Linked DNA regions of Mus musculus: region 2 is linked to region 1. Evidence: chromatin contacts called from public Hi-C data. All regions are on one chromosome and are shown on one strand. Each heading gives the region's core, a stretch centred on a gene start, on an enhancer-like site or on the middle of the called end of the contact. The rest is flanking DNA. Distances are from core to core; before and after follow the strand shown. Region 1 holds the start of Mak16 (MAK16 homolog). Region 2 overlaps Fut10 (fucosyltransferase 10).

Region 1 (3,603 bases), core at 631-3,130:
AATTATTCACAGCTCAATGTTGGGGCTCACATTTGTAATCCCAGTGGAGAAGGTGGGGGGACAGGAGGATTGCTCACAGGTGTGAGGTCAGCCTGGGTTGCTATACAATGAGTTGCATGCCAGACTGTTACACTGACACTCTTTCTCAAAAAACAAATAGACAGCCAGATGTAGCTCAATACAGGGTGACAGGTGTCGCTCAATGGTACAACCTTGCCTAGCATGATTAAGGCACTGGGTTCCCCACAACCACACACAAGGCCAACCACACTGTTGGCTGCACCCACACTCAGTTTGAGAGCTGTGAGGAGAGCAATATCACGCTGTCATACGTTACTGTTTCATCAGAGATGCAATCTAGCATGCAGACCTCAGATGTTTACCACAAAGGTCATATACTTTGCTGTACTGTAAGGCTGCATATACTTTGGGTCTGGGTTCCTCCTGGTTTAATTTCCTACTGATCTTTCCTCTTGCTCTCCGTTCTCTAGCCCACACTTTTCCTTTGTCTGTTTTTACTCCAACTATCTCCTTAAGTGTAGGGCTCTTCATTATCTTTCCTTAAAAGGCACACACACCCTGATGCCACAACTTACTGCATTACCTCAATGTGATTCTCTACCTAATTATCACTTACTTCTACCGCATTCTCCCAATAAACCTTCCTTTCTTAAAAGATATTTTATTTACATTTCAAAGGTTATTCCCTTTCCTAGTTTCCCCTCCGAAAATCCCCTACCCCCTCCCCCTGCTCCCCAGCCCACCCACTCCCATTCCTGGCATTCCACTCCAGGCATTCCCTTATACTGGGGCATAGAACCTTCACAGGATCTAGGGCCTCTCCTCCCATTGATGACCGACTAGGCCATTGTCTGCTACATATAAACCTTTCTAAAAGAACCTGTCTCCACTAACTTACTTTGCGTTATCCTCATCGTTATCACCATTGCCAGCATCCGGCTATGACCTCCCTGTAAAACTCAAGTTGGTCTCAAGCTCCCGAACCAACCTCCCCACTAGCTGAGTGTTCACAGCTGCCTCGTTGCTTTTACAGCACTTAACAGTACTTAAACATTATATTATACAGTTTATGGTACAAGTCTCTGAATCCCATTGCTAAGTAAGGACCTTGAGGGTGTAGAACATTGTTCCCCTTCATTGCTCTGTCCGGGACTGTATTTGGCACATGACAATTTCTTCAAAATCACTTGAACTACTTAATGGCTTTCAAAAGGGAGAACTGGGGAAGCAACCCTCATTTTATTATCACTCCTGCTGACCTTTTAAAAGCACTTTCTCAGGCCTGGATAATGGCTCAGGAAGGAGTGTGAGTCTGGTAACCCGAGTTTGATCCTTACAGAAGGAGCAAGGGAGCGACAGTAGAATCTGTCCGTTTGGGGGTCACATGCATACAGGTTTTTTTCGTTTGTTATGTTGTTTCCCCATACGACACTGCCGTGTGTGTTTCAAAGTGAGAACGGAGATGGCTGCTAGAAGTTCCCGCGGGTTGGTAAAAGAGCTGACGGCTTCAGGCTTTCCAGGCACGCGGCCACGGCCAGAAATGGGACGGTAATTAGCATTAAAGCCCCGCGCGTGCACAAGTGACTCGGAGGGTGCGCCTTGGGTTAGAGAGGACAAAGAAGCCCCACTTTTTAGAGGTTTGGAGCTCGCGCAGAGACACAGCAAGCAGGACAAGACGATATGTGCGCTCCTAGGGCAAGGGCTGCCGGAGGCGAGCACGCCAGGATCCAAGCGTGCGCTGGCGCGGAAGCGCGCATGCTCACTGTGCCCGGGGACGTCACGGGCTTCTGGGACACTGAGACGTTCTCGCGATAGGTTAGTGGCTCTCCGGAAGTGGCTCCGCGGAAGAAGCGTGGCCGCTTCCCCGGTCCTTCCTAATGCGGCGAGCTGAGCTGCCGGCACCATGCAGTCGGACGACGTGAGTTTTCCTCCTCTCGCCTTGGCACCACTGGGTTTTGCGCGGCATTTCGCTCATTTAGGATTCAGTCCCGCACGCTCAGACGGCCCGTTTGTCTCCGCTTCTCCCGGATGGCGAGACTTGCAGAGCCCCGATTTCCGATAGTGGCTTCCCACGCGCGTGTAGAAGGCCAGGCCACCCCAGCCCCAGCCCGCCGGGTGGGCTTCCTTAGTCCCTAGTGCTTGGCAGTGAAGCCCTTTGTGCCAGCTGCCATCTGAACGGCAGTTGTCTCGGGGTGGCAAGGCGGGAGAGATGCGATGTTTAAAATCCGTGCTTAGGGAACTCCTCCATGAGCGCTACCTCTCCAGTGTTAGGCTTTTTATTTTGCTCTGCAGCCTGCCCGAGGCGTAGTTTCGGAAGTAAGACTTCGTTTGTCTGTTCACAGAGTTGTAAGTACATAGCCAGTATCCAACTGGTGTAGGTTCAGTGTGATGATTGGTTGTTAACAGTCGGGCAAAAGACATTTAAAAAAAACCAAAAAAACCTCTGCTCTCATGAGCACTCTGGGGATGGAGAATAACGGTACTATGAAAGAGGAGTAATGGAGAAAGAGCGGTAGATCAGTCACATTGGGCTAAAAACCCCAGAATTGGGACTGAGGCAGCCACTGAAGAGCCGTAGGAATAGTAAAGGTACAAAGATGAGAGATAGGGAAGGACTTGTTACAGGAATCCAGAGGATGAGGGGGAGACTGGATTTGATAGGCTTGCCCGGACAAGGTCAGGGAGAACCTTGAAGGAAATGGTTTCCAGGTCTTTTTTAGTGGGAACTAGGGAGAACTGTTGTATTTTTTTTTTTTTTTAATTTAAGAAGAGCGTGAAAATGAGAGTTGCACTGGGGTATGTTTACCATCGGGATCCTTTTAGAGATGCTAAGTGGGCAGCTGGGCGCACAGACAAATCCGGTGCCCAGGAAAGAGGTGTGACCAAATGATGTGTAAGAGGTCTGACCACGAAGCTGAATAATACACCCACTCCACTTCTCGTTTCCTACAATCCTTACCCCTGTGTGTTTTATTCTTTGGCCCTTCGTTCTTCCCCCCTTTAACTGCTCTAGGGTCCTTCTTGGCTCTTCAGTGCAGTCCATCTAGAGACCTTTATGCTCACACACACACCCCCATATGTGGCTTTAGTGATTGCAACTTGATGCACCGTTTTTATATACTATGCACTTCACCAGGTTCCGGGATGTAAGGACCGTAGGATTGTTCTCATCCAGCAAACGCCAGGGTTTGTGTTTGGAGACGGCAGTGCCTTTACTTTAGAGTGCAGAACACATTAGAGAGACAAGGTAGAAGGTAATAAGGTTGTGATGATGGTGTGTATATCTAAGTATCTAGTGCTGTGCAGAATTGGACAATGGATAATGAACACATGTAAAAAAAGTTACAATGTAAATGTGATAGGGCTCATTTTGTTCACACTATACATAAGGGCATACTACAGATGCTAGAATGTATGTATGTATTGAAAATAATTCTGGGGAAGTAGTTACTAACTATAAATGAACTTCTGTTGCTGAGTAATAGGGTATGGTCGTATCTGCATTTAGGTTTTTCTTGCGACTTTGTTGTTGTTTATAAGAATATATGTATTCATGTTAGGGGACGAGCGAGGCCTATTAAA
Region 2 (3,603 bases), core at 292-2,791, 43 kb before region 1:
TGAAGTCAGGGACCTGGGCTAGGGTGCTCAGGCATAGCAAGCCAAAGCCTACAGTGTAATATGTGCAGTGAGTGCAGGGGACACAGTGAGGGCATTGGGTACTGAGGGGCAGGAGAGACAGACAGTGAGAACAATGGGCCCAGTGGGCACAGTGGGTGCAGTGTGCAGTGAGCGCAGAGGGTACAAAGGGGTACAGTGGGTGTAGTAGGGTCAGTGGGCTCAATGGAGGCAGTGTGTGCAGTGGCTGCAGGGAGTGTAGGGCTACAGTGAGTGCAGTAGGTGCAGTGGGTTCAGTGGGGCAGCGGGGACAGTAGGAGCAGTGGAGGCAGAGGGCACCGTTAATGCAGTGGATGAAGTAGTGGGAGCAGTGAGTGCAGAGGGTGCAAGGGGATAGAGTGGGTATAGTGGGGTCAGTGGGCACAGTGCGTGCAGCGGAGGCAGTGGGTGCAGTAGAGGCAATGGGTGCAGTGGGCACAGTGGGGGCAGTGGGAACAGTGGGCATAGCAGGTGCAGTGGGCTCAGTAGATGCAGTGAGAGCAGTGGGCACAGTGCATGCAGTGGAGGCAGTGGGCACACAGGAAGCAGTGGGTGCAGTGTGCGCAGTGGGTGTAGCAGGCACAGTGCCTGCAGTGGAGACCATGGAGACAGTGAAGGCAATAGAGGTACTGGGGGTATGGAGGGTGGGCGTAAGAGCAAGCTCTCCTGAGGGGACTCTCTCCAGAGGACCTCACAGAAACTCGGAATAATTCTAAAGCTGGTTCCTGAGCTGTGAGCTGATAACTCCTTTCTCTACACGGGGAGCCACTCTGACCAAGAAACCCTCCCAAAATGTTTGCTTGTTTCCATATAAAATCAAGAGGAAGGTCCTGACAGAGTTCCCTTTACAGGCCAGCCACACAGAGTGTGGATATCAACCTAAATACTTCCCAGAAACCAACACACACATAATTAGGGTAACCGTTTCCAGCGCAGCTTTTCTGTGTGTGGTGCTGGGGGTGGAACCCAGAGCCCTCAAGTGAGCCAAGCTGAACTCTCCACCTCCCTCATAAAAATGTTAGTCCTCGTGTAACACAGGAGTAAAAAGAGACCATGCTCTCCTTACACAAGAAGAAGCTTTAAAAAATGTGGGGGGAGTCTCCGTGTCTTCTGAGTACATATCAGAAAGACAGATTTGTAAACCACGAGGCTAAGGTTAAAATTCAGATTAGCCGCCTGATGAATGGCCGACACTTACGACTGTAACCCGCAGAGCAGAATACATCCACCTTTCAAATGCGTTAAAGTGTAATCTTACCAGACAGACTTTGTTGTGTCTGTGACACAGGGCACTTTGGAAATGTTACTTCCTACCCTTCTCCTTCTTCCTCGTGTCTCAAGGTCCAGCCTGTGAGTCTCAAATCTCGTGGAGGGACAGAATTGCCACTCTCTATGTACTGTGAGCTCCCAGAGGAAAAGAAGCTGCTGGCCAGAACACAGCGGCTCCCATCCTCATGGACTAGCCTGTCTGCAGCATGACTGGGGCAGGATCCTTTCCAGCCCTGGAAAGGACCGCCGTGAATGAGGACACCCAGCCAGGGGCTAAGACATGCTCACAAACCTCACCAGCCTCCTCTCCTGAACTCCTGCTAGAACCTTCTCACTCTCACCCCATTTTTCTTCTGAACAGATCGTTCTCTGGCCTCTCGGTTTCCAAATTGACATTTCTCCCTCTCCTAGTCTGTTCCTAATTAAAGAGCCGGACAAGCCTGGTTTGCTAACCTCACAGAGGCTTCTACTCTGACAGCTCTCTGCTGCCCCCTCTTGTCATCATGTGGAACAGCTTACTCTTGCCACAAAACTCTTGATTAGGTTGGCCAGGGCAGCTCTTTCAGTGTTTGGCATGGGGGCGGGGGGGGGGGGGGGGGGGAGTATGTTCAGGACTAGAAATACAATAGGAAGTAAAATGGCAAAAGCCCTCATTTTTGTGAAGCTCACAGCACAGTAGGAAAGGCACCCAGCGATCAGTCACATGGTAAATGTTACATCAGAACTCAGAGGACTTGTGAGATGTTTTAAGGGCAGGCTAGACCTGGTCAGCAGGTTAGAGGAGGTGTCCTAGGGTAGTAGTGATACAGGCTGAGATTGAAGGATGAGTGGATGAGTGGAACAAAGAGAATTAGGGAGTAGAAGGAACATTCCAGAGGAGAAAGCAGCAGTGTGGTTTCAGATAGCAGGTAGCATGGTAATTACACGAGAAGAAAGGAAGTCAGCATGGATAGAGGCTGCGAAATGGGGAGCGAAGCAGCAGAAGAGGCAAGCAGCTGCATGCAAGACCACTAGAGCGTGCTGGGAGGAGGCACTGACCAGGGAAGAAGTTATGGTATTCAGGGGAGTCCGTGAAAATGGGCAAGAACCAGTATGCAGAGCTGAAAATTAGGAGAGATTGTGCTAAGGAGAAAGAGACAGCTCTGACATACTTTTGTGCAACTTTGGATATAAGAGAGCAACTGCTCATGGCCATGGGAAAAGGAACTACAAGTTGTGTTTTCTTTTTCATTCTCTTTGTTTTTGCTGTTGTTGTTGGTTTTCAAGAAAGGGTTCCTCGGTGTAGACCTGGCCCTGCCTGTCATGTAACTCACTCTAGACAGCAGGCTGGTCTTGAACTCAGAGATCCGTCTGTCTCTGCCTCCCAACTGCTGGGATTAAAGGCGTGCACCACCATGCCCTGGATGGCAGTCATGTTTTCTTTTTCTTTTTTCTTTTCCCCCCAATTTTTTATTAGATATTTTCTTCAATTACATTCCAAATGCTATACCCTCCCCCCGCCCTGATCCCCTACCCACCCACTCCCAATTCATGGCCCTGGCGTTCCCCTGTACTGGGGCATATAAAGTTGCAAGATCAAGGGGCCTATCTTCCCAATGATGGCCGACTGGGCCATCTTCTGTTACATATGCAGCTAGAGACATGAGCTCTGAGGGTACTGGTTAGTTCATATTGTTGTTCTACCTATAGGGTTGCAGACCCTTTCAGCTCCTTGGTACTTTCTCTAGCTCCTCCATTGGGGGCCCTGTGTTCCATCCAATAGATGAGAAAGACTATACACACTGTATAGCAGTGGTCTTTGCTTTTTCAGTGGGAACTAAATCTCTGGACTCCTGCTATGGGTGAGTGAAGATGAGAATGACGTCTTGGGTGCACCTGGAAGTGGAGTCCAGATAAGATTTGGCCTGGTCCCCAGTGCGTATGTGGTACTTCAGAGTGCTAATAAGACTTACTTACTGCATTCTGTGAAATAAGTTCAACTCTATGATCTCTAAGTTAACCCCTCACATTCTACCATATCGAGAGCAAATCAATCGTCAGCTGAGAAACGGAAACTGCTGCACTCACCTTGTTATCAAGACAGACAGCCAGAAAGAAAGATTGTTTTTAAACCACCACATGAAAATTCATCACATCCGGTGACTATGATTAAAAATACTACATTGAGTAAACTTAATAACACTTAAGAAAAATATTTTAAATGTGACTAGTTTTATTTCTAATTTCCCAGGAACGTGTGATTGTATAAATTAAAGGGAAAGTGGCTGTTGTTGAGTTATCTACCCAATGTGCTCAGAT

Evidence for each region. Hi-C and Micro-C count contacts between places; a contact is called where the count stands out from the background.
Region 2: a Hi-C map of uterus shows a contact between it and region 1, with 2.4 times the contacts expected there. The contact joins the enhancer-like site here to the promoter of Mak16 in region 1. A contact is called at or near these places in 5 of 39 promoter capture datasets (the C10 cell line, the HPC-7 cell line, embryonic stem cells and 2 more), 10 of 484 Hi-C or Micro-C datasets (differentiating embryonic stem cells, embryonic stem cells, forebrain and 6 more), 3 of 115 datasets of contacts at active chromatin or transcription factors (astrocytes and embryonic stem cells) and 3 of 9 other capture datasets (adipose tissue, liver and pancreatic islet).

What each region holds. Positions count from the first base shown.
Region 1 is chr8:31,167,001-31,170,603 of GRCm38.p6, reverse strand. It overlaps Mak16 (MAK16 homolog), which reads left to right and starts at 1,880. Exons shown (of 10, transcript NM_026453.3): 1 at 1,880-1,939. The coding sequence starts at 1,925.
Region 2 is chr8:31,209,714-31,213,316 of GRCm38.p6, reverse strand. The region is part of intron 3 of Fut10 (fucosyltransferase 10); the gene reads right to left. Among named protein-coding and RNA genes, the nearest start is that of Fut10, 24 kb to the right of the region's middle. Within about 2 kb of position 1,541, at least 38 of the 459 cell types and tissues checked have an H3K27ac peak or open chromatin away from gene starts, as enhancers often do. A contact at or near this core is called in muscle stem cells and uterus, where this site is marked.